4 separate regions of the Mus musculus genome follow, and all the other regions are linked to region 4. The links are chromatin contacts, called in public ChIA-PET, Hi-C and HiChIP or PLAC-seq maps. All regions are on one chromosome and are shown on one strand. The core of a region is the stretch at or near the end of the contact, and the rest is flanking DNA. Distances in the headings are between cores, read along the strand shown. Region 1 overlaps Phf21a (PHD finger protein 21A). Region 2 has its middle 66 kb from the start of Gm31473. Region 3 overlaps Phf21a (PHD finger protein 21A). Region 4 holds the start of Phf21a (PHD finger protein 21A).

What was found. A called contact is a pair of places that touch in the nucleus more often than the background predicts. ChIA-PET counts read pairs in DNA pulled down with a chosen protein or histone mark. HiChIP or PLAC-seq counts read pairs in DNA pulled down with a chosen protein or histone mark.
Region 1: an H3K4me3 HiChIP or PLAC-seq map of bone marrow-derived macrophages shows a contact between it and region 4, with 3 times the contacts expected there. The contact joins the enhancer-like site here to the promoter of Phf21a in region 4. A contact is called at or near these places in 2 of 39 promoter capture datasets (Sertoli cells and hippocampal neurons), 3 of 484 Hi-C or Micro-C datasets (LSK cells, cerebral cortex and cortical neurons), 4 of 115 datasets of contacts at active chromatin or transcription factors (the HPC-7 cell line, the SCID.adh cell line, bone marrow-derived macrophages and 1 more) and 3 of 9 other capture datasets (adipose tissue, macrophages and pancreatic islet).
Region 2: a Hi-C map of Sertoli cells shows a contact between it and region 4, with 2.3 times the contacts expected there. The contact joins the enhancer-like site here to the promoter of Phf21a in region 4. A contact is called at or near these places in 5 of 484 Hi-C or Micro-C datasets (the Patski cell line, Sertoli cells, bone marrow-derived macrophages and 2 more) and 3 of 115 datasets of contacts at active chromatin or transcription factors (the SCID.adh cell line, embryonic stem cells and neural progenitor cells).
Region 3: a contact with region 4 is called in an RNA polymerase II ChIA-PET map of memory CD8 T cells, with 2,248 read pairs. The contact joins the enhancer-like site here to the promoter of Phf21a in region 4. A contact is called at or near these places in 1 of 39 promoter capture datasets (pre-B cells), 9 of 484 Hi-C or Micro-C datasets (B cells, CD4 T cells, CD8 T cells and 6 more), 9 of 115 datasets of contacts at active chromatin or transcription factors (the HPC-7 cell line, the SCID.adh cell line, bone marrow-derived macrophages and 6 more) and 3 of 9 other capture datasets (adipose tissue, liver and macrophages).

What each region holds. Positions count from the first base shown.
Region 1 is chr2:92,268,301-92,275,288 of GRCm38.p6, forward strand. The region is part of intron 6 of Phf21a (PHD finger protein 21A); the gene reads left to right. Among named protein-coding and RNA genes, the nearest start is that of Mir1955, 80 kb to the left of the region's middle. Within about 2 kb of position 5,296, at least 61 of the 459 cell types and tissues checked have an H3K27ac peak or open chromatin away from gene starts, as enhancers often do. A contact at or near this core is called in LSK cells, the SCID.adh cell line, adipose tissue and 4 more, where this site is marked.
Region 2 is chr2:92,090,952-92,097,164 of GRCm38.p6, forward strand. No RefSeq gene overlaps it. Among named protein-coding and RNA genes, the nearest start is that of Gm31473, 66 kb to the left of the region's middle. Within about 2 kb of position 3,315, at least 9 of the 459 cell types and tissues checked have an H3K27ac peak or open chromatin away from gene starts, as enhancers often do. A contact at or near this core is called in Sertoli cells, where this site is marked.
Region 3 is chr2:92,251,436-92,257,779 of GRCm38.p6, forward strand. All of the region lies in intron 6 of Phf21a (PHD finger protein 21A), which reads left to right. Among named protein-coding and RNA genes, the nearest start is that of Mir1955, 63 kb to the left of the region's middle. Within about 2 kb of position 4,641, at least 47 of the 459 cell types and tissues checked have an H3K27ac peak or open chromatin away from gene starts, as enhancers often do. A contact at or near this core is called in CD8 T cells, the SCID.adh cell line, effector CD8 T cells and 2 more, where this site is marked.
Region 4 is chr2:92,180,788-92,187,116 of GRCm38.p6, forward strand. Phf21a (PHD finger protein 21A) reads left to right here and starts at 3,395. Exons shown (of 19, transcript NM_001362829.1): 1 at 3,395-3,565.

The sequences.
Region 1 (6,988 bases), core at 4,046-6,545, 89 kb after region 4:
AGTGCAGTAGGGTCAGATGGGGGAAGGGAAGCTGCTTTAGTCATTGTTGGCAGGAGTGTGCTTACCTAGTTAGAGAATGGGAGTCAGGATGTGTATTACAGCTAGTGGGAGTGAGGTGCCCACACAAGGCTAAATCAGACCAGAAGCTTTTGTTTACTGAGAAAAGAATAATAGGAACAGTTAGCCAGGTCCCTGGAGTTGGAGATACAGCCCTGTGGTCAAGACTTGCTGGGGTCCTGGGTTCAGGACTCTGCACTGCTTAAAGAAAGAGTTCAGTCACAAAAGAAGTGTTGTAAAAGCTCTAAGTGTTGTAAAAGGTAAACATAGCAAGGAATGTGCAACACCTGTCCCCTTTCCTTCTCTTCTGGACTCCCCTGCCCCAGCTTCCCAGTGTTCTATCCTCTCTCTCTTATTCCAGGCTCCAGTGATTGGCAAGCTTTTTCTCAGTAACTAAACACTGTTCTTTCTGGGCCTTCACACTTTCTCTCCTTTCTGAGGCCCTGTGCCTTCCTCCTTCTAGATGCCTGCACATGCTTAGGCCTTAGGATGGGAACTGCTTCCTGCTGGTCAGCTTTGGCTGACTGTTCATCTAATGCACTTTCTTCCTTTGTACCTGTCATTTTAAAAATAAGTATTTTCTCCTGCGTCTAGTTTTATACTCCAAGAGGGCCAGGACTTCATGTACTTACTCAAGGGGTAGTCTCTGTGTCTGACATAATGTAATGTACTCACTAAGTACAATCAGTCAGTGAATCAATTGCTAGAATCAAAACATACTAGGAAGTGATTGGTGGAACAGTACATTGTTGGTAAGGAACAACAGATGAGCTAAATAAAATGTACTCAAGAGTCAAACTATTTTATCAATTGGGATTTTGTACATACTAGTAATGGTTCAGGTCAGCCAAGAAAGAAGGCTTGTTCAATTAAACCGTCTAAGAACATTTAATGTATTTTAGACTGAATACCAAGTGTCTTGACTTTCAATTGCAAGTTACAAACTGAACTCAGACTAGCTTTAGCCAGAGAAGGCTATTGGAACGATACAGGAAGTATCATAGAAAGGAAAGAAAAGCTACAGCCTCTCCACCTAGAGTTCAGGAAGCAGCAGGGCACGCTGGCTCCACAGATTAGCGAGCTATGGAAATACTCTCTTGTGTTGTGCTCTCAGTCCTTGTCTAGTGTGGTACAGCAGCTCCGTGTGACAGAGACTGCAGCCTTCAGGCTTTGTTACCTTTGGAAGAAAAGCAAACTGTCCAGCCCTCTTTATGTTGAAAATCCCTGGGCAGGTACTTTGATTTTTGTGACTTGAGTCATAAGCCCATTATCCCAGCCTAAAGCTAAGAGCAATCCCTACATCTAAGGAGATAGGGCAATGTAAAGACTTGAATGCAGGTTGCAGTTTGGGCTCTATGGGGACTTGTGTGCATGTGTCTCAGGGTGACGGTGTGAAGAAAGCCTTTCTCAAACAAGGTAGGTGTGCAGCTGGCCTCTCCAAGGTTCCATATGATGAGCTCATCGGTTGCTCTGCCTTGTTTGTTTGTTTGGTCTGCTCTTAACCCCTGTTGAGTGTCTTATGCAAAAACAAAGTGGTTAGAATTTTACCTAAAATAAAAAGTTGTTAAAAACTAAAAGAAGAGCTGGGTGGTGGCGCACTCCTTTAATCTCAGAGCTTGGGAGGCAGAGGCAGGCAGATCTCTGAATTTAAGGTCAGCATGGTCTACACACGCACGCCCGCACACACTGAGCATGCCTGCACACACTGAAAGAAAATGGAGCAGGGCAGGGGGAGGGTATAGGGGACTTTCAGGATAGCATTTGAAATGTAAATGAAGAAAATATCTAATAAAAAATTTAAAAAAAAAGAAAATGGAATTTTTGTTACTTTTACTATAGAGGTGGAAGATTGTTGTTAGCATATGAAAACCGGAAACCATACAGGAAGAGAGTTAATAACCTAAGAGAATAAAAGGGAATACTTATATGAAAATGTCCTTATGCAACCCAAAAAGTTGTTTCATAATCATTAGAGGTAAGTTTATTAAAATAGGCATAGCGGGGTGGGAGAGTTGGCTTGGTGGCTAAAACACTGATTGCCCTTCTAGAGGACCTGGGTTCAATTCCCAACACCTACCAAGGCTCACAACCATTTGTAACTCCAGGTCCAGGAGATCTGGATACCCTTTTCTGACCTCCCCTGGGACCAGGCACATACAGGTATACAGACATACATGCAGGCAAAACACACATATGCACAAAATAATTAACAATAATAAAAGCATACATATTAGAGTCCATGGTTTTAAGCAGACAAGTAATTATGTACAATGAATATATTTTAGTGGGAAAGTGAATATACACAATTTTAAAAAGGAAGGAACTCTTCTTTATGTAAGTAAAGGCAGTAAAATAGAAATTAAAAGAATGACAAAATGTCTCAAACTCTTGTTACACATCTGACAAAGTTTCTTCAGATTTATATGTTAAAGAGTTCTTGACCGAGAGACAAGGATGAGCTCCCAAGGGAACAGGAACAATGACCCGCAACTCACATTCAAACAGTAACACAGTCATCTGCACTACAGAGAAGAAAACATCAGCGGACAGGAAGTGTATGAGCAATGGCGGCCTTCTACAACCAGGGAGATAAGATTTAAAACCTAGTCTCTGAGCAATCCCCATGGCTCCGTGGATAGAAGAGCATGCAGCCAAGTGTGGGACCCACATGGTGGAAGGAGTCTTCTCTTCCTCCATTCAAATGCTGTGTGTTCCCTACCTATAAGTAAATTAAAACAAAGCAGGCCTATAATCCCAGCTACGCGGGAAACTGACAGGAGGACGACAAGTTCAAAGTCTTGGCAGTGCACAGATTGAATTCAGAGCCAGCTTGGACAGATTGTTGAAACTTTGTCTCAAAAAAATATAACAGGACCCAGTAGCTGGTATAGTGGCACATGCCCTTAATCCCAGCACCCAGGAAGCAGAGGCAGGTGGATCTCTGTGAGTTTCGAGCCAACCTGCACTATACATTGAGTTCCAGGCCAGCCAGTACTACATAATAAGCCCCTGTTTAAAAAAAAAAAAAACATTAATAGAAGTCTGGGATGTAGCTTAGTGATAAGCTACTCGCCCAGCATGTGCAGTGTTCCAGGTTCAGTTCTTCATGCCACAGTGATATACACACGCACATATATACACACACATATATATTTAATATACATATACATGTAAAACCATGAGATATTGTTTTACCACATGGGCAAAGTAAATATACATAATATCAACAATAATTATTGATATGGAGTTGAGAATCCTGTGTACTAGTGGCTGGTTTGCCACATGGGGAGCAGCATTTGTATTTTGTAGCAAATCTGAAATGTGCACCTATGTGTCTTATTCTAGAGCATCATTGTCCAGTGTGGCTGCAAATGTAAAGTAGTCTTTTCTAGTTGCTGCGTTACAACAAGAAAATAGGTAGGAGTCATTTTAAGTTATGATCATCAGTTTTAACTACATATTTTATAAAATGTACTATTTCGCTGTAATTTTAAATCTAAATACTTAATTTAAATTCTGGAATCTAAAATACTTCAACATATGATCAACATTGTAAGTCTCCTGTGAGCTGTTTTACATTTTTTTCTTTACAAAGTCTTTTAACCTGGTGTTTGTATTTTCTACCTGTAGCATGTCTCATTTTCTATAGCCGCATTTCCATGTTCAATAGCCACATGTGGCTAACAGATACTGTACTGGACAGGGTAGCTCTAGAGGTGCCCTTAGTGATGCACAGAGGGACTTGTTTACAGTGGACTTTTTCATAATAGCTGAAACAGAATCAATCCGAGCATCTTTTGACAAATAAATTGTGGTATATTTTTAGAGTAAAATGATATACTACAGTTACAAAAGAAAAATGAATGAACTACAGATTTGTTAATCATCATGGGGAATTTTGCAATACTGGAGGAAAATTAAAATTACAGAAGGATACTTAAAAGCTATTAAAATATAATTGGGACCTGTGTAGTTGAAATGAGAACTTGGCTAATGTATGAGGTTGTGAGGCCCTAGGTTCAATCCATAACAACACACACACACAGTTACAGTTTGCAGGTACATATGTAGTAAAGTCGTAAATTAAAATGAGTGAAAAATTCAGAAGTAGTTTTCTTACAAGCCAGAGAACGATACAACTGGAGAGAAGTGGCTTGCAGATAGATAGATGACACATGTCATTAATGCTCAGTATATAGTTGATATTCAGTTTCACTAATCAAAGAATAATGATAATGAAGTGGATTTCTTTTTGCCTGTGAAACTTGTTAAAAATGTGAAGATGTGGTGGTGTGGCTTGGCACTGATCCCAGTGCTTAGGTGACTTAAGCCCAGAAGCTTGAGAGCTCGAGGCCAGCTGTGCTACAAAGCAGGTGCTGTGTTGAGCAGTCCTGTCTCTGTGAACAGTTCGTGTACTTGGAGAGCAGCAATGCCCACAGATGATAAGACTGTGCAGCCCTTTGGCTAATAGAAATCTACATTTTAAATTGATTTCAGTGTTTTTGTCTTTAGTTTTGGGTTGGGAGTGTTGTTTACTCTGATCATGAATGTTTGGTATATGCAAGGCCCTAACTTCAGTCCTCTGCACCAAAAGAAAAGATTTAAATGAAAATACATTTCTGTTTTTCTGTGAGATGCTCATTTTATGCAGCTGCAGTTATCCTAAGGATAATGGATGGTGTTCTATTCCAGTGGATCTCAACCTGTGGGTCGAGACCTTTGGGGTCACTTACCAGATATCCTGCATATCTGATATTTACATTTTGATTCATAACTAGCAAAGTTAGAGGTACGAAGTAGCAATGAAATAGTGTTATGGCTGCAGGTCACCACAGCATGCATTGTAGTGAAGGGTTGCAGCATGAGGAAGGGTGAGAACCACTGCTCTAGACTTACTAAGTTAGACCCCAGTGCCAGCCAGTCCATGTTTGAGAAACGGCTAGAGATTGGCACAGTTCCCAACCTTTTTCATCTGAGTTTTGAGACTGAACCCAGGCTCCCATGCACAGTGTGGAGTGTTCAGACGCTGAGCTGTTCCTCTATGCCCAAACATTTTTCTTTAAACCAGCATTTACGATCAGGTTTTGACTGATTTGGCAATCAGCAAATAAAACTATTGTCTTTATTTTGGTGTAGAAACGAACAAAAAGCTGTGCATTTGGGGAAATTGGGTAGCTATGTGACCCTATTACAATCTAGACCTCAAACCTGCTGCTAGCTTTAATCAGGCATTCATGTCTCATTCTGAGTGAGAGTCGCTTCTGAGTATTCAGGGATACTTTCACTTTGAATAGAGTGCTAATAATAAAGTCTCTGGAAGAGAAAAAATTACTGAGTACTTTTCTGAACAGTGTTTGGTCTCAGAGTTAAAACCAGAGGAAAAGAGTCCCAGCCAGGTGCTCTGGATTTGACCTGCCTCCATACCTATTAATCTGAAGAGAGCCTGAGACCCAAACAGTGGAGGAAACACACAGCCTTTCGTCTTCCACATGTGTCTGCTTTAGACAGAGTACGTCTGTGCTGCTTTTCTCTCCTAAAGAGTATAGTTCCCACTAGCCTTCTCTTACGCTTGCAGCTCTGAGTCAGTCTGTCTATCTGTCTGTCTGTCTGTCTGTCTGTCTGTCTGTCTGTTTTAGCCAAGGAAGTGACATATCAGTCCAAACTGTGGTTTCTTGATTATGAACTTGGCAGGCCTGTGAAAGATGGGTAGCCAAGGAGCTAAAGGGATCTGTAACCCTATAGGTGGAACAACATTATGAACTAACCAGTACCCCAGAGCTCTTGACTCTAGCTCATATGTATCAAAAGAGGCCTAGTCGGCCATCACTGGAAAGAGAGGCCCATTGGACTTGCAAACTTTTTATGCCCCAGTACAGGGGAACGCCAGGGCCAAAATGTGGGAGTGGGTGGGTAGGGGAGTGGGTGGGAGGGTATGGGGGACTTTTGGGATAGCATTGGAAATGTAAATGAGGAAAATACCTAATAAAAAGTATTAAAAAACAACAACAACAACAAAGAAAGATGGGTAGCTTCAGTTATTACTGCAGTTGGGAACTAAGAAAACATGTTTCTGACACAGGCAGGAGGCAAAAGACTTGCTGAGGAGAGTTTGGAATGGATGTATTGCAGAACAAAACTCAGGATCAGGCATTGATTGAAATGGCCACATGACAGGAAGAAATAATTCTGCAGGTTTGAGCTCATGTGCTCCCTGATAGACTGTGCGCTAGGTGCTCAGTACTGCCTGACATGCTAGTCCTCCGAGAACTCTGGCACTGGAGTTCTTCATGGTTCTATCTTGTTTGCTGTGTCAGTTACTGACCTGAGAGAAAATACAGGTGTGTCAGGATTCTCTCTGATCAGTTACCCCCATTTCCTTCACATCTTGCCCAGAGTACAAGTTGTTCTTAGAATCTCTCCCTCTCCCTTCTCACTCCTCCCTCCTTCCTCCTCTCATTCCTCTCCTCTCCCTTCATCCCTTTCTCCTCCTATCTTCCCCTCCCCTATTTTTCCCTCTATTGTATGGAAGAAAAAAATATTCAAGTTCTTTAAAATGTGATCTTAAAAAGATTTAAAAATAGTTGAATGAGAACATAAAATATTTCATCACTTTTTGATTGGGGGGGAAGGTGTATGTAGTTCTGGCTGTCCTAGAACTTGCTATGTATACCAGGCTAGACTGGATTTACAGAAATCCTCCAAATGCTTGGATTAAAGACTTGTGCCACTATATTTTTAGTGAAAATTGATTTTGTTATTTATGATACAATTGTTTGAAAATATTAAATTTATGTTTCTGGTTTTACATTCAAGGCTGTTTAAAAATTATTTTTAGGTACATTCAGAGAGTAGACTAATGATAATATATAGCAATAAAAAATTTTTTTAAAAGTGACTGGAGAAATGTACAAAGGAGCAAATATGTAGAATG
Region 2 (6,213 bases), core at 2,065-4,564, 90 kb before region 4:
AGAGGGCAACTTTTGGGCATCTGTTCTTTCCTTCCTCTGTGCTCTAGTTTATCAGCCCAGGTCTTCATGCTTGGATGGCAAGCGTACACCCCGTAAACTTTGCTGATAACCCTTCACCTTACTTGTTTGAGACAGGCTCTCCTACTTCTCCTACTGGAGCTCATCGATACAGTGAGGTTAGCTGGCCAGAGAGCCTCAGAGACAGAGCTGTCTGTGTCCTTGGTGCTGGGGCTAGAGGCTTGAGCCACTGCCATGGCCATATTCTTTAAGTGTAGATACCGGGGATCGAACCTCAGGTCCTGTGCTGTGGGGCAAGTCGGTTCCTGACTGAGCACCACCCCAGATTCAGTGTTTCCGGTTTATGCAGACCGATTGTAAGTCTTGGAGTGAGGATTAAGGAGATCACTGAATTTGGTACTGGGTTCCCCAAGTGGAGGCGTAGATCCATGACTGCAATGATGACTTGATACCTGCCATGGCCAGAGAGACATGAAGGCACAGAAGGGACAGGGAAGCCTTGGAGGCTGCCCGAGCTTGACCACTTATTCCCGGCATCAGAGAATCAGTGTGTGGGACTGACCTTGACATCCGGTTCATAGCCTCCCCTGTCACCTGCTAGCTGGCTGTGAGTGTGGGTTTGCTTTCTGGTCAACATTCTTGAGTTACGTGAAACAGACAACGACTGTTGCCTGAGCTAAGATCTCTGCCTCCAGAGCGGAGGGACTACCTTGAGCTCTTTCTACTCCTCCCCACCCCCTGACCAGGGCTCCTTGATGGTTGCTTTCATCATGGCCATATCCACTGAGAGAGGGGACTCTCTGAAGCAGATATCCAGAAACGCAGAACAGGCATGGTTAACTCTTAGCCTCAGCTCATGAGTCTGTAAAACGGGGCTGATGGCTCCTTGCCACAGAGGTGTGTGTGTGGAACAGAGGAAACCCCTTGTGAATGTGTACTGTTGATATAGGCATGGAGTGGCAAAGCTTTACCCCAGCAAGGCTCAGGAGGGGTGGCAAAGCTTTCCTTGGGAGTCCCAGTGGGAGTGGATGACCAGTGCACTCAAAGACTAGCAACTGCAGCTTACACCTCCCAGGTGATCACGGCCTGATACCGCTCACCTTCCCTGTGGGACATTAGACTAGCTAACCCTTCCCTGTGCTGTGCATAGTAAGCATGCAGAGGCTCAGTAGGCAAGTAGCAGACCCCCACCTGGTTCCAGTGTTATCGTGTATCTGTGCCTTGTGTTCCTAGCCTTTCTTCAACTCCTTGCTACCCCTACTCTGGATTTGAGGACCCAACCCTAGCAAGCTGATGTTTCTAAGCTGGTGTGTATACAAAGCTCTTAGTACAGTCTTTACTCAAATGCTTAATAACCCCTTTGCACAGGGCTCATTGTAGATGTTATTTATCCAATTATTAATTCCAGTGTGCAATTTACAAAAAGAGAGAGAGAGGGAAGGTCTAGTGGTATAGGTAATGCTATGCCTATAATTCCAGCACTTGGGAGGCTGAGGCAGCAGGATCTTGATTTCTTGGTCTAGATTAGACAGCTCAGTCTTAACTCTAAATAAATAAATATAGCTATCTCCATACAGTTATAGTAATATTAGCAGTTCCCTTAATTTCCTTCCTTCCTTCCTTCCTTTTCCCCTTCCTTCCCCCCCCCCCACCGTCCCTTCTGACATAGGTGAGGTGGCAAACCTATCATCTCAGCCTTGGGGAGATGGAGACAGGAGCATCCCTAGGGCTTGCTAGCCAATCAGTTTAGCCAAACCAGTCAGTGAGTTCCAGGTTCAGCGAGAGACCCTTGTCTAGTATAGAAGAAGACACCTGGTTTTGACCTATAATTTAGACATGCATGAGAATGAATACACACACACACACACACACACACACACACACACACACACACACCACTTAAGCTGAATTTAAAAAACAATAAAATCTTTTCTGCATGCATGACGAAATGAAGAGTAAATATAGGTTAGTGGGCCATGCTTTTAATTCCAGAGAGGCTGAAGCAGGAGAATCGTTGTGAGTTTGAGGCCAATCTGGTCTATATATCAAATTTCATGAGAACCAGAGCTACAGAGAGACCCTGTCTCAAGGAGAGAGAGAGAGAGAGAGAGAGAGAGAGAGAGAGAGAGAGAGAGAGAGAGAGAGAATGAGAACAACAACAAAAACTGAGCCCACTACCTCATATTTGCTTTGAGCTACATGGTCAACTCAAATAGTAATAACTTATCAATATCTTTTAATATGTCTTAGTTCCTTTTCTTTCATTTTCCTAAAACACCATGACCAAGGCCACTCTTATAGAAGAAAGAGTTCATTTGAGGATTACAGTTCCAGAGGGACAGGAGGCCATTGTTTCCATGGTGGGAAGCCCAATAGCAGGCAGGCAGGCAGGCAGCCAGCCATCCCATCGGAACAGTAGCCACCCTAAACCTAACCCTAACCCGAAGTGAAAACGTATGTGTTCTCTGGAAAGTCAGTTGGGTTGGATGGTATTTTGCTGGGGCAAACATGTGAAGGAATGTTTTGTTAAAGTAGACACATGTATTGATCTGCCTTACATTGCATAGTTTTAAGAACCATCATTAAAAGTAAACTTGGAAAAAAAAGTTATATTAAGCTTAACTGTAACCCTAACCCTAACCCTAACCCTATCCCTAACCCTAACCCTATCCCTAACCCTAACCCTAACCCTATCCCTAACCCTAACCCTATCCCTAACCCTAACCCTAACCCTATCCCTAACCCTAACCCTAACCCTATCCCTAACCCTAACCCTAACCCTAACCCTAACCCTAACCCTAACCCTATCCCTAACCCGGGAACTCACATCTCAACCCATGAACAGGAAGCAGAGACCTAGTTGAGGCCAGTCAGAGACTTTTGAAACTTTAAGCCCGCCCTGAGTGACACATCACCTCCAACAAGGCTCACCTCCTAACTCTTCCCAAATAGCAACCAACCGGGGACCAAGTACTAAATGCCAGAGACTCACAAGGGACATCTCTTTCAACCACACCCTATCACATTTCTTTTAGACAAGATCTTAGTGTGTATCATGGCTGGCTTGGAATGTGCTATGTAGACCAACCTGGCTTCAAACTCACAGAAATCCCTTTGCTTCTATCTCCTGAGAGCTGGGATTAAGGGTGTACCCACCACACCCAACTTCTTCCCGACTTTTAAATCCTATCAGGAAACTCGGTTCCCCAGCACAACCTCTTCATAGGCTTGCGGAGGATGAGATTATTGCATGAAGTATTTGCCTATGCCAAACAAAACTGGAAAGGTTACATTGTTACCAGGAAAGTCCTTGGACTCTATTTCAAGACTTCAGTAGAGTTCACTTGGAGTTCCCTATCGTGATGTATTCAGGTCACCCTCCCCCTCGTTAGTGCCGGTTGTATTTAACACTGCCACAGTTAATAAAAGCTTTAGTAGTTAAACGTGCACATGGCATCCTTTTCCCTCCAGGCTGTGTGTCCTGATCTTGCAGCGTAGTTCAACAAACATTTGTCGTTATGTGCACGTTTCTCCTTATAAACTTCACTGTGGAGATCTTATATTGAACTTAAATTTTTTATTCCTATAGCCAGAACATTTTATTTGATTGTTTAAAACAGGAGGGAAGGAACAACCAAATTACAGCATCACCATGGTGAAAGGAGCTTCAGGTTGCTTTGGGTACAAAAATTTTACAATTTAAACAGGAAAATCAGTAAAAGTGGGTTTTTTGTTTGTTTGGTGTTTTGTTTGTTTGTTTTTTAAACACCCTGTGATTTTTTTTTAACCAGAACAAAGAGATCTTCTTCAAAGAAAGGTCATAGGGGATGGAGAGTGACTCAGTGGGTAAGGGTACTTACTACCAGATCTGGTAAAAAGAAAGAACTGTGTTCTGCTAGGTTCCTTGGGACCTCATATAGGTGCCACGGTATGCCATGGTGTGCTCTCTCCAACCTACTACAAAATTAAGCAAGAACTTAGCATCTCTCTCTCTCTCTCTCTCTCTCTCTCTCTCTCTCTCTGGATTTGTGTTGAACAGAGAAAGCTGACAGTCCCAACTCAGACCTTGGAGTCAGAGAAATCACTGTCTTCAAGACAGCAAAAAGAGAAAGAAAAGTTCTGAGCCAGTATTAAAAGGGCACAAAACCGGGGCTGAAGAGATGGCTCAGCGCTTTGGAGTGACTGCTGTTCTTCCAGGGGATCCTGGTTGGTCTCCCAGTACCCACATGGTGGCTCACAAGCATCTGTAAGTACAGTTTAACAGGATCTGACCCCTGGGAGCATCATGTACATATGTGGTACTACATCTATGCAGGCAAGACACTCATACATAAAAAATAATAAAATAAATAAGGCAAAAGAAAGCACCACAATCAAATGTCTTAAAAATAACCACACTTTTGGAATTGATCCCAAGGAAATAACCTGGGCTAAACTTAAAGACTTATCCATAGGAATATTAACCTCAGCATTGATTATAGCAATTAAAAAACCCCAGGAATGTCTGATCAGTGGGGCTGATTAAAGCTGACCTGAGAACTTATGCAGCATCCTTCTGTGGTGGATGTCATGGAGACGTTAGAATGGTATTGTCATATCAAGGCTCTCAGCCAGGGTCTAGGGCTCCTGGAATCTCTGAAATCATGTGCATAATTGTGTGGGAGTGTGTGTATTTCTGGAAGGAAGATTCTTTGGGATTCTCAAATAGGTACATGACCCAAGAGAGTAAAACAGTCACTTCTGTAGAAAATAATCAAAGCAGAAACATGTTGACAGCATATTATTAAGGGAGAGAGTGGGAAAGATAAGTTGAAAGCAACTATGATATGATCTTATTTTATTAAAAATAAAAGTCTTATGTATACACCTGTATAGGGAAAACATGAAAGTGTTACTCACCAAAGCAGTAATCATAGTGGGGCGGCCATTGTAGTGGGGAGGCATGGCGGCTGAGTGACTCATTGTGGGGAGCCTGTACATCTCGGTGAGTCAGGAGGCAGAGAAATGAGCCCAGAAAAGGGGACCAGGCTACAGCTCTCTGCTAGCCAACCCAGCTCTCTGCTCTCTGCTGCCAAGTGGACTGGTTTTAGACTCACTAAGGGACACACCTGTGGGTATGTCTGTGCAGGCATTTCCAGAGAGAATTGGCTGAGGAGGGAAGAGCCACATTGAATGTAGGCTGCACCCCGACATAAGAGTGAATAAAAAGAAGGGAGCAGAACACCAGGGACAAGGAAGGAAACTCATGACCTGGACGGCCCCTCTGTCCACTGAGTCACTCATCCAAAGCATTCCACAGTCCCTTGAAGCAGCTCCACCTGGGGACCTGCAGGGACACTTCTAATGTTGGAGTCTATTATTATTATTATTATTATTATTATTATTATTATTATTATTAGTTGTTGTTGTTGTTGAGATAGGGTTTCTCTGTGTAGCCATGGCTGTCCCAGAACTCACTCTGTAGACCAGGCTGGCCTCGAACTCACAGAGGTCCATCTGCCTCTAGGACATTTCTAATATAAGCCATAGCAATCGGTAATCTCAGAAAAGAAGGAAGGATTATGAATTCTTCTTCTTATTTCTTTTCTTTTTGAGACAAGATCTCGCTATGTAGTCCACACTAGCTTTGAACTCATAATGTAGTTCAGGATGTCCTCAAATTCCTTATCTTTCCCAGATTCCTAAATGCTGAGGTGACAGATGTGAGCCACAATGGCTGGAGGTTTTCTTTGATACACACACACACACACACACACACACACACACACACGCACACACATACACACATATACACACATACACACACATACACAACTCGCACTTTTTTTTTACTTTTTTGAGATAGGACATATCACAGAATGGCCTCAAATTCATTACGAAGCTGAGTCTGACCTTGAATTTTTGACCCTCTGACCTTCCAACTTCTGGGTGTGCCACTGTATCCAATTTCTTCCATGCTGGGATTGAACACAACAGCAGGTGCCTGCTAGGCAGCTGAGTTACACCCTCAGCCCCTCTGGTAAAGCCCCTGGAGTTATTGCTAGCAATGCATGCTGTTGTTGGATCCGGGGACCCAGGCCCATACTGCTACGTTTGTATCTTAACACAGCAACTAAGGGGTGGCTAGTGATGTTCTTTAGTTTTCTAGATCCAGACCTTCATTTCCTTGTTTGTAAAGTGTTTGATGCTTCTGAT
Region 3 (6,344 bases), core at 3,391-5,890, 72 kb after region 4:
AAGTGTAAGTTGGGTTTGTTTTGAAACCTGTATATATCATTTGCTCCTGTTCTTGTATGTTATAGTATAATCATGTAGACTTAGGAAAACTAAGTTGTTTCCATGAAAACCATATCGAATGCTTTGGGATGAGTGTTTCAAAGTATATTAATTTCATATATGAAAGTATCATAATGATACTTATATGGTTATAAACCACATTGCTTTATATAATTAATATACCCTAATTTTTGTCTTAAAATTATTTTATGTGTATGTGTGTTCTGTCTGCATGTATATCTATATTCCAGGTGCATGTTTGGTGCCCACAAAAGGCCAGAAGGGACACAGAACCCCTTGGAACTAGAGTTACAGTCAGTTATAAGTTGCCCTGCTGGGCTGAGAATCTAATCCAGTTCCTCTGGGAGACTAGCTTAAGATCATTCAAATGCTCTTAACTGCTGAACCATCTCACCAACCCACACACTAAATTTTTTTTTTGGAGGGGGGTTTGAGACAGGGTTTCTCTGTGTAACCCTGGCTGTCCTGGAACTCACTTTGTACATCAGGCTGGCCTTGAACTCAGAAATCCACCTGCCTCTGCCTCCCAGCCATACATATATATTTTAAGTTCTTGCCATACTTTAAAAGTTAAAAATGGAAATGTTCAAGAATGCTACTGTCACAGTTATAGCTTATAAGAAACATTCTGCACTCTTACCCATAGAGCTCTTTACTCCAGGGGTCTGGTCCTGTACTGCAAGAAACAAAGGTTCATTTAAATTAAAATGAAGTACTTGGGTATGTTTATCAATTTTTTTTATGAATCCTTGATATATGTGGCTTTTTTCCCCCACTAGATCATTACTTACTGGTTAAGGGAGCCCTACTGTATTACTACAAGTTGCTACTAAAAGTGAAGTGTGATCTTTCACTGTTCATTGATTCAGGTATACGTATGGAATGTGTATTTTGCGTAGCCATTATGCACAGCTCTGGAACACAGCTGATAGGGCTTCTCTTCTTGAGCTTACCAGCCAATGGCATGTTCCTGTATCAAAATGATTATCTTAACAGTCGCAGAATAGTTATCAAAATAAAATCTAGTCTTGGTGATGAAGGCCAAAGCCAGTTACCTATAGAGTGTTGGGCCTTAACCCCAGCTTATACCCCGAATAAACAGAAAAGATTTTGAAAAATGTTGCATCTAGGGCTGTGCTGAATGAGAGTTTCTGGGAGGGGGCCAGAAATGCAGACATACTTAAGAACAGGCAGGATAATTGTAGTTAAGGTAGTTGACAATGCCCAAACTAGATCTGATAATTTCAGATTGATTTGACATGGCATTCTCCTGACTCATCTGGGACCAGTCTACTAGACTGAGTTTGTCATTGATGAGTTATTGGAATCTTCCTAGAGAACAAACTTTACATACTATAAAATTCAGGGATTAATATGATATTAATACTTTGGTTTTCAGCTTTTCCTTTGAGAAAAAACATTCAAAGGTAAGTTGACGTATAGGTAGAAGTTTGCAACTTTAACCAAAGTGTTTTAGCTTTCAGCAGTGAGAGCTCTTTATGGCTCAGAAGCTTTACTAAGGATATTTTATATCTGTCTATAGACATCTAGATAGATACCTAGATATACACATATATAGTCTATATGTTATTTTCTTTAAACCCAAGCAAGGCTTATGTGAAACATTGGGATTCTTTTTACTTGAATTAAAAAAGAAAAAAAAAGTAACATGCAGTCACTATATGTGGTGAGCCAAGACTAACTGATGTTAAAAGGTATCGACAACAACTTGAAAAAGAGCCTTCTTCATCTCTCCTCCTCTCATTATGCAACCCAGTCTACCTGAAACTTGCAGCAGTCCTTCTGCCTCTGTTTCCTGAGTTTTGGGATAACAGGTGTGCACTACCACACCCTGCAAAGTAAGAACTCTTAAGGACATGTCCATTTGCTTCTATTGGTGTTGCAAGGTGTGACACATGTATAGCTTTTCTTTGGTGTTCTTTTGAAACACAGTTGCACATTTATATGTTTTGCTGCATGCACCGCTCAGAAGACTGCAGAGTAGTCTCTTTCTTTAAGTATATATTTTCCCTTGTATTGATACTTTCTAGATCAGGTGTATATGCCAGAGGAGATTATGACTCTGGTGTCTCTGAGAGATCTAATCTTGTGTTCCGTGAAGTCAACTATTTATCAGATCATGAAACCAAATTCTAGAATATACATTTTATCTAATTATGAATTTTGGATCAAAGAGACAATGTAAATAGTTTACTTTTGCCCTTAGAATAACATCACTTTGAGGCAGGCCACACAGACAAGACACAGTGAGGGTCTTACCTTGTGTAGCACTAGCTTTCTTTTGTTCTTGATTTGCCCTGGTGTGAGAATTTGCCTTACGCATCCCCTAGTGCATTTGTGTGCACATGAGCACTTTCTGCTTGCTTCTTGAAGGTGGGATTGCTCGCTTCCCTTTTTGTGATCTGGTTGCTTACCCCTTATGGTAAGCATGGTGATACTGTCTGGGCAAATAACACCGGAAGGCAGAAAGGCCTTGCTAACAGAAAGGGGAAGGGAAAAGGAAGCACTTGGTAGTTTGTGAGGCGTAAGCTGCTTTGATAACGATTCCAGAGCCCTACCAGGGCAGTGATGAGAAACTGGTAAATAACTATGTTACTTCATGGGTTCTAGTGAGAAGGAACAGTTTAGCCCCTTAGTATCTTATTCCTTCTATCCCTTCCTTCTGTTTAGTTAAAGTAGGAATGACTCCTGTGTAGTGCTTAGCAGTTTGAGAAGTTTGCAAAGTAAACAAACATGTCCTCTGCCCAGGGTTCAGGAACCAGATATAGTAAGGTTGAGTTATTTGGCTGGTATATTACAAGAACTTTCTTGCTTCTAGTAACAGAAGCTCAAGTCAACATGATTGAAGCAAAAGAAATTCTTTGGCTTATGTAGCTAGCCAGTTTGAGGATGTGGCGGGTCTCAGGTGTGGATGAAATGTGCAGTCTTCTCTCCTTGGCATCATTGGCAGTGCACAGACTAAGCTTGTTGGCTCTAGCAGTTGTCGCTTTGTACTTGTTTTTTTTTTTGTTTGTTTGTTTGTTTGTTTTTGTTTTTGTTTTTGTTTTCTTCCCCACCAACATTTCCTATCCCTAGAAGTGCCAGCCTGAGGCATGGATAGGATTTTCAGGTCCATTCTTGAGCCAAACTTTGTTCACTGTGGTCTAGGGACCATAGTCTCTTTTATCAGCTATGCTCAGCCATGTGCCACCCCTGAAGCAGGGCTTGGGTGTTTACTGTTACATTGATTGTTATCCTGGGAGCAACTTGGGAGAATGCCTTAGCTTTGGAGTTTTCTCATAGCTGGAAACAATGTTGTGGAGAAGTAGACTTGATAGTGCCATTTGTAGATTTTTTTCTGTGTTCCCAACATCATATTAGACTCCTGACTTCTGAGCGGGAAGATTTTCTTTCATTTACCCTTCCCAGCCGTGTTTCTCCCCTCTGATCACATTCCTTTCGGTTTCTTGGTGAAAATTTGTTTTTCATCTAATCTCTGTCTTTTCTGCTTATGTTCTGCTATGAAGTGAGTTGGAGAGCACCCCCCCCCCTTGGGTTGAAGCATAACTACCATTCTCTTCTTTCAAAGACAGTCCTACTGCAGAGCTTAATATATCAGATTAACAAGAACTCCAAATTTCCTAGTGTAGCTAAGAAGCCTGTCTCTAAAGAGCAGAGTGGGAGTATACTGTCTCAGGTTCAGTTGAGTGTCTCTGGAAGCACGAGAAGCCTGGACAGTGGAATGTGGGTTTAGAGACTTTCTATACACACTCCTGCGAGGGCTGTGGGAATGGAGGCAGGAGGGAAGTCAAATGCTCTGGTTTTCATTCTGTCACCAGAACTAAAAGAAAAAAAAAAAAGAAAAAAAAAAAGACCTAACTGTATTTTAGGCCCCCAAGCAGCAGTCAAATGACATGCCACCTGCTGACCTAATCCATTTCATTCTGGTACTAGGATTGCCAAAGCAATTTGCTCAATTGCAATTGACTGTTTACTCTGGAAAACAACAACGATTAGATTTAATGTTAGAAATCATACATTTTATTACAAATTAAAACTTTTAAGGATAAAGTTAATCCTTTTGGAAAAGAAGTCATTTCAGTATGGTGTGAATCCTTCAGAAACTAGCTGTACTTTTAGAAAGCCACTTTTCAATGCTTTTCTAGGAAGGACAGACTGCTGATGAGACAGACCCAAGACAGCAGAAGCTGAGTGAAGCAGGGAACTAGGCACTATGTTTAACTTTAGGTAAAATTTGCATTTTACTATGGGAAAACAAACTGTGTACCTTGCCAGGGATGAACTCGTGTTACCCCAGAGGCTGCTCACCTGCTGAACGGAGCAGAGGGTGTGTGCTGGTGCAGTCCTGTGCACTCGGGCGAGTGTTACTGCAAGACCACCTGTGGCTGGCTTCTTTCTCCTTCAGCTTTAATTTCAAGAATACCATTTTCCCTTCATCAGAATGGAGCAGGACAGTTAAAACTTGCAAATTACAGTTTCAGGACTTGGACTCTGGTCTTGAACATTGTACTTAATAGTCACCTATAGAACTGCAGCTGACACGGTAGAGTTGTAGACGCACGGACTTCCCACTCATTCAGAGATCCTGCCATAAGTAAGTACCAAGCTGGCAGAATGCAGGTGTCTGCTTCCAGTTCCAACCCTCTTCTAGTTCCTGTTGCTCTCAAGGTTCTCCAGCTATGGAATTTGCTTCCCTGCGTGAGCTGCTCAGAAGCCAGCTCTCCTGCTCTGCCCAACACGCTCACAGTCGGCAGAACAGGAAATCACACTGATCAGCACACCACTCTGTTGATCAAAGGAAGTCAACCACTTTTCTTCAACAAGACCCAGCGGTTTCAGTCACTATGACTTCTCTTCCCCTGCCGAGAGCAAGGCCACTGGAAAGCTCCTGGCAGTGTGAGTCTGTGTGTAGAGAGCATGGCTGTTCCCTTTGCCTTGCCTGTGGCCAGGAGAGGACAAGGTGGTGAGGAGCAATGGAGAGAAACAGCAGCCAGAGTCTTTCCTTTCGGAAGCTGCGAGTGATACATTTCTTGTCGGTGGCAGTCCCTAGTGGCCGCCCTTAAATTTCTTGGGGAAAAACTTAATATTTGTTTTAATTACAAAAGAGCCGAGCCCCTCAGCAAATTGAGCATGTGGTGACTACATAAAATATATGATAGAATATGGTTTTACTTTGAGTTAATCACAGGTCTGGCAAATTAGAAAATTTAAACAAGTCACTTTTTTTTTTAATGCTTAATCTTGTAATTGTGTTCCTTTTTGCAGTTTGCTGGGTAGTTTTGTTTTTTGTTTTTGTTTTTTAGTAAGGAACCTGCAGACCTCAATGCTAATTAATTGTATATAGGCAATAGTATATGCTATTTGTGGCTCTTTCCAGTGTATACGTCTCGTCCTCATAAGCTGTTGGCATTGTAGTACAGTTTATAATATAGAATGTGGAAGGAACCCTCTGAAGAGGACAGTGCCTATTCATTGCTGTGTTTGCAAGTGAGCAGTATGGCAGCCAGCAAGGACAATGCTGTGACAGGTGGGAAGAGCAGATGCAGAGATGCCCCCTCTGTTCCCTCCTCTCCCCCCTCTTCAGCTTGACTTCATGGTTTTCTGCTCCTTTCCGTTTAGAAGCCACGTGTCCCCTACCCACCCCACCCCACACACATTTCTTTGGCTTGCAGGAGCCACTATACAAGAATACACTGGAAGCTAGCCTGTACTTGACCTGTCCTGAGCATAGGCTGTCTGGGCTCAGCCTGATGTGCAACTGAAAAGGTGAGGACCCGACATAGGAGAATTCATAGAGCAGGTTTTGACAGCTTATTATCTGAATTTGAGGAATGATAGAGGACTTCTAAATTCTGGCTCTGCAAATTCTGTAGTACTTTGTATCAGAAACAGAAGTCACATTTTTTGTGTATAAAGAAAGCTGCTTCCTTACCTTGGTCTAGGCTTGGGTCTAAGTGAGCAGGGAGAAAAGGAAGCCAATGCCCCAACAGTCTGTCTCTCCTCCCTGAAAGTGAAGCTCTGCGCCCTGCTGTGAGGAATGCAGCCGGCAGTGGCATAGCTTGTCATCTGCCGAACTACTTGAGCTATTCCCTGCACAGGCATCCAGCTAAGGATTTCCTTTCTATGGTCTCCCTTCAATTATCTTCTCCTCAGGCATTGCTGGTGGGAATATAAAATGGTACAGTCACTTGAAAGACAACAGTCTGGCAAGTTTCTCAAAATGTTAAGCATGGAGTTGCCATGTGACTCAGCAGTCTCACTCC
Region 4 (6,329 bases), core at 2,145-4,644:
TTTGAGACAGGGTTTCTCTGTGTAGCCCTGGCTGTCCTGGAACTCACTCTGTAGACCAGGCCGGCCTTGAACTCATTAATCTGCCTGCCTCTGCCTCCCAAGTGCTGGGATTAAAGTAGTGAGCCACCGCCACCACCGGCTGGCCTGATTTCTTTTTTCTTTTTCTGTCCCCTTCCCCCCCCCTCCCCCGCCCCCCCTCCGAGACAAAGTTTCTCTGTGTAGCCCTGGCTCTCCTGGAACTCACTCTGTATACCAGGCTAGCCTCGAACTCAGGAATCAACCTGCCTCTGCCTCCCTAATGCTAGGATTAAAGGTGTGCGCCACCACAGCCCTGACACAATTCTGATTTCTAATGGCTGTACGTACAAATACTGGATGTTCAGTGACTATCAACCTGAACCCTCACGAAGAGGCATGAGCAAAGGACAGTTTTACACCCTATCCTCCCGCTACACCTCATCCTCCCGGGACTTGGTTTCATGCTGAAAAAGCTGAAGTGAATTTTTTTTTAAAAGTTGAAAATAAAACAAAACACATTTTATAGCGTGAAAAGCATATGCAATTAAAAATGACAATATGTAAAATAAAACTTTATTAGAACACTTATTCAGACACACTTGTTTACATGTAGTCTGCAAAGGATTTTGTTAGAGCAACAAGAGGTAACAAATTGTTGGTTGGCTTACCTACTTAAAATCTAAGATATTTACAATCTGGGCTTTTACAGAAAATGTTTGCTGATCTGCTCTGTAAGGACTTACACATCTACACCCAAGTTGAACATGACTACTCTCTAACCTCCCAGTGCATACACACTTTTTTTTTCCTCCCAAAAAGAACACTAAGGCCACTTTCCTCTGGAAAAAAACAATGTTGCCATCTTGGAATGATTTGAAATGACACCTTAGATTACTGTTACAATGGTGCACTACTACAGTTTGAGCCCCGTGCCCATCTTAAATACATCGGTTACCCCTAGTGCTGAAATCTTAGCGCCAACTCTCCTCCTGTTATTTATCCTCACTGCCGTACAGGTTGAGCTATTTCATAGTATGAGTTCATCCAGGCTTCCTGAATCATTAATAGGGACTTTCAGGTTTTACTCTCAAACTCTTACACTTTCTGCTGTGAATTCTTTTTAACCTAAAACTACTACTAAATGGCCTATACACGAAAATAAAGTTCACTTTTTTTACTTTTAAGAAATCAGAATTTAAAAAAAAATGCCTTCTCTTGAGAAGCTAAATTTAAAATTTGCAGTTCACAGAAGAAAACCTCTTCATATCCAGTGATCTCAAAGCCCCTCTGGTAAGATAAAGACTGTGCGCTTATTTTTAAATACTATTTCCTGGAGAAAATATTATTTAATGGAAAAGACGTGACTAGTAACAAATCAAGTCTAAGGCTCTCCCTGGTCTTGCCAGCGACTCCCTTTGACTTTGGGCAAATCATCTTACTACTGTTGCTCTTTATCTGCAAAAACTGGACTTCATGCCTATGGGAGTTGCATGGTTAATCAATGCCTGGAAAATGCGTAGTGGCAGATGCTACAAAAGTGCTGAGCCTTAAAAACAAAACCACCCCCAGCCCCCATTTGTATTCCGTTGAGGTTGAGGTTTATTGTTATTTAACATAGGAAGGCTAACACTACGTTAAGTCCAGCGTGCAGCTCAGAACAGAGATCACTGTCCAGATGGGATTTTTTTTTTTAAGAGCTAAGATTTTTTTTTTTTTTTTACTTTTAAAAAAAATTGTGGTTGGGGGTTATTTTATAACCCAACAATTCACCCGTGCAAGAGCATTAAGCTTCAAGTTGAAAACTATCGATTTAATAATTTAAATGAACCTCCTCAATGATTAAAAAAAAAAAAAAAAGGCCCTCCCCGCTCAGCCAAGAAATCTCTGAAAACAAGAATTCTTCTGATGTCGTCCCCCCCAACCCCCGCCCCTGCAGTTCTCCATGTTACAGTCCTTGGAGGTGGACTAGGCATAAAATACTTTCACTAATAAAATATGACAAACCGCCGGATTATACGTGGCCGATTCCCAGTGATTGCCCTGCTACACAAAGCAGAAAAGTAAATGCCATCATCCCCCTTAGAACAAAAGAACTTAGGAATAAAAAACATGGAGAGGGGGGCAGAAAGCAGCAATAAATAAAGGTGAGCGAAGGACCCCGTCCCCCGCCCCTCCCCGGAGCTAGAGTGGGACTCGGCACGGCTAATAAAGTGGTTCAAGGGTAGTTATTTGCAAAGGGGGCGGGGTGGCCGGGGATTGCATGTTGCATTCGACTTGAGCTTGCATCTTCTCCTGTTGCCTGGACCACTCGCTCCCCCATTGCAGTGCTTCCTCCTCGCTCCTGCCTCCTTTCCACCCCCACCCCTGCAAACTGCTGTTGCACTGGAGGGAGTTGGGGTTGCTCGGGAGCCCCCCAGCAGCTCTCAACGGCGGGAGGGGACCGGGGCTCGGGCCTGGCCGGGGCTGCGACGCGGCGGCGGGCCGGGAGTTTGGCGGCCGCTCGGCCCCAGCGCCGCCGCCGCCGCTGCACCGGAGTTTGGCTGCTGCTGCCCTACTTCACTCTAGTTTAGTTTCACTCACTTTACATCCGGGTTTTTTCCCTAGGCAATGGGTGCCGCAGCACACCCCGTTCCTTAGGCAAAGTGAAATAAATTCGCCGCACCGACACGTCAAGTAGTCCGCCCGCCCGAGCGCCGCCGCGGGCCCCCGCCGCCGCCCCGTGCCCCCGTGGGGGTCCCCGGCGCCTCCCGCGAGCGACGGGCTCGCACGCAGGGGCGCGGGGCGGCCCGGGACCGTCGCGGTCCAGCTCCGCCCGGCCCCCCGCCCGCCCGCCCGCTCTTCCCTCGTCCCCGCTTCCCCAGCTCCAGTCCCTCTCGCCCGGCTCTCGGGAGCGGCGGGGGCGCGCACGGCGGCGGCGGCGGGCCGGCGGGGCCGCGCGGCGGGCTCCCGCGCGGGCGAGTGTGTCTGGGCCTGGGCGGAGGGATCCCCGGGCTGAGGCGGCGGAGGTGCTGCGGCCCGGGGCCGGGTGGTGAATGGGCTGGTGGTGCTCGCTGCTGCTGCTGAGAGGAGGAGGAGGAGGATGAAGAGTTGGGCTTGTTTGTCTCCCACAGTTTCTCTCCTGCTGCTCTGATTCCTCCCTCCCCATTCCGGCCCGGGGCCTGTGTGTGTCTCTCCTGGAGGAGGAGGAGGCTCCAGTTCCTCCCCCCCACCCCCTCCTCCCCACCCCCCCTTGCCTGGGGAAGAGGAGGAAAGAAACAGCCCAGAGAGAGAGAGAGAGAGAGAGAGAGAGAAAGAGAGAGAGTGTGAGTGAGTGAGAGAGAGGAGAGGAGGAGGAGGAGGGAGAAGGGAACAACCTACCATCTTAACACACTAATATCTAAAAAGTGCGAGAGGCCCAGAGCAGCAGCAGCAGAAGCAGCAGCGGCAGCTCCAGCCTCTTCCCTCCCTCCCCATGAAGAAGAGTTCCCTCCTCCTCCTCCTCCTGCTTCTCCTGCTCAGAGTTCCTGCCTCCAGCTGCCAGGGGGGACAGCCAGCCAGCAGCAGGAGGGTGCAGTATCCCAGCTTTTTCCATTCTCTCTTTTCCTCACTCTCTCTCTCTCTCTCTCTCTCTCTCTTTTTTTCTTGAGTAGCTCTATTTCTCCTCCCTCCCCCTTCCCCCCCTCCCTCTCTCCCTCTGTCTTGTCTCTGGTGTTTGTCTCTGGGAAGGAGCAGGGGCTGCTTGCTTGGAGTTTGTTGTGGGGGGGAGGTAGGGGGAGGGGAGGGGTGTGTGGGAGGGAGGAGGGAAAGGGGGTGTTCTTGTCAGGACCCCTCAGTCAACTTGAGATTTCAGCAATAACTTCCCCTTCGGGGCGCCCCCCTGCGTGCCCTTTTCCTATTCCTCTCCCCCCCCCCTCCAGGAAAAAAAAAAAGACAATGGGAATACCTCGTCTCCCCCCTTCCTCCCCTCTGCCCTCCACCCCTCCCTAGGATAGATTGGAAGTAAGTTTATGAGCAGCCTCGGGAGCCTGGGCGCTGAGTACAGGGCCAGAGCGGGTGACAGGGGCGGCGCGTCGGGGGTGGCGGCGAGGGGGCGACACAGAGTCCCCGTGGGGGGTCGGGCTGGGGGGCCGCAGGGGCGGGGGGCGCGGGCCGAGGCCGCCCCCCGCGAGTGCCTGCGGCCAGGGGATGGCCGCCTGGGCCCCTTCCCCACCCCCACCCCCTGGGATGCTGTCGGGGGGAAGTTTTTATTATGGTTATTTAATTTTAAAAAATATTTTTTTGGGAAAACCATCTTGTTTGGTGACTGAGAGATCTGGTTTAAAAAAAAAAAAAAAAAGCTGCGGCTGCTGACGCTGCCGGGCCCGAGTGTGTGTGAGTGAGTGTGTGTTGGTGCATTTGTCTTGGGTGGCCGGAGCAGCGTTGGGGAAATTCCGCTTATTCTTCTTCTTCTGCAACTTGTTATTCCGAGGAGTCCGCCTGCACCCCTCACCCTGGGGCGGCCCTCCCGCCGTCGCCGCCGGCCGGCCGCCCCGGGACCCCGCGCGGGCCGGGGACTCGCAGGCCCCTCAGAGAGGGGCCGCGGCCGCCCCTCCCCCCCGGGCCGCGGGGGGAGGGGCGCGCGGAGTGGGACTCTTTCCGTTTGGTCCAGCCCCGCGGTGCACGCAGTTCCCAACACTTCTCGTCATCCTCTCTCTGCTCTCTTTATTCTGCTGAGCGGTGCTGTTAGGATTTCTTTCTCTCTCTCTCTTCGCTCGCTCTCTTTTTTTTCCTACCTCCTCTTCCTCCCTTGACCACGCTCGCAATGGTGGGTAGCTGCAAGGTGGCCCTGGCAGGGGAGGGGTTTGATGTGGACACTGGGGCACCGGGCGAGAGAGGTCTCCTTTCAACTTTGTCTTGTGGCTTGCACCCCGGGAGGAGGCCACATGCCGATTGTGGGGTGTAGATGTGCCGGGAGTGATTTCTAAGTAGTTGAGTTGTTGAGATGAGGGTACGACGGCTAGTGGTAGACAGGTTTTGTTTTCGTGGGTGAATTCGGTGTCATCATATTCCGGTCATATGTTGAAATATTCTTTGTTTAGGTCTTGAAGTAGAGGATCTCCCTCTGCACGTCCACATTGTGTTGTTTTTAAATGATGTTTCCGGGAGTATGGATTTCTAGAATCACAAATGTGATTTTAAGGTCTCGGCATGTGTGGGCCTCAGCACTGGCCTTGACAGTGAACTTTATGGCTGTGTTTTTGGACTTCTAAGATTTTATCCCATGGCTGGGATGCTCGTTATGCTTTTTCTTAATGGTAGATAATCAGGAATGTAGAGTCTTGAGCTGAGGAAGTTAGAGAGGGAAGGGCATTTATTTATTAATAATTGATAGCTGAGTGTTAGAATCAGATTCATTTGGGCTGGTTGAAGGTTTTTGGTTGTTGTTTTTCCTCCCTTTTTTCTTTAAAGTTGTCCTGTACTCCAGGGAGCCTTTTGGCAGGCATTCTTTCTGGTGGCTCTTTGGGGGCACGGAGAGGGTGGGTATCACCTTTTAGAGAGGCCGTCACCATCATCTGTAGTTTTACTGAAGGCAGGCCTGCTCAGGAGGCTGATATTGAGGCTAAGAAGTGGAGGGCCACTTTTCAGAAAAGTATTTATGATGCTTGTTTACATTTCATGTTTGCTCACATTTGGGCAGTAGAAATAAATAGGTCAGCATTTCTATTGGTCTTTGAAGGTTAGCCCCCCCCCACCCCCTCAAAGTTTTACCATCTACTTGGTTTACAGCCTTGTAGGAAAGAATTACTGATTTTTCCCTGGGAATACTGTTACTTATTTTAATTTCGGTAAGTTCCTTGCTATTTTCTTCTGTCTTCACTTATATATGGAATCTGTTGTGAGCTTAACATTAGCTTACCGAGGGCCATTTTAAATGTCTAAGAATACATTTTAAAATCTCAGGGCATGTTTTAGTGGCAAAGAGGAATTTTTTGAATGTGGTAATGCTCATGTTTATTAAGAATTTCAGTACTCAGCACTTCATATGTGTACAGCTATCCTTGAGGGAAGGACGTAGCAACAGTGCAGGAAATCCTCACCACACACACATTTGACTAACATGTTCAAACTATTTCAGGGCTTTTCTCTTTCTTGAGACTTTTGATTTTGGAAACTCAATATGTACATTTTGACTGACATTGCTGGGTTGCCTATTATAGAAAGTTTTTTTTTTTTTCCTTATGTACTATTGGAGCCATTTTTAACTTAAGTTTTTGGACAGCTCACAAAGGTTTATGGTGGTCACACTTTGGACGCACGCAAATCCTTATGGAGCTGGAAGAATAATACATTGC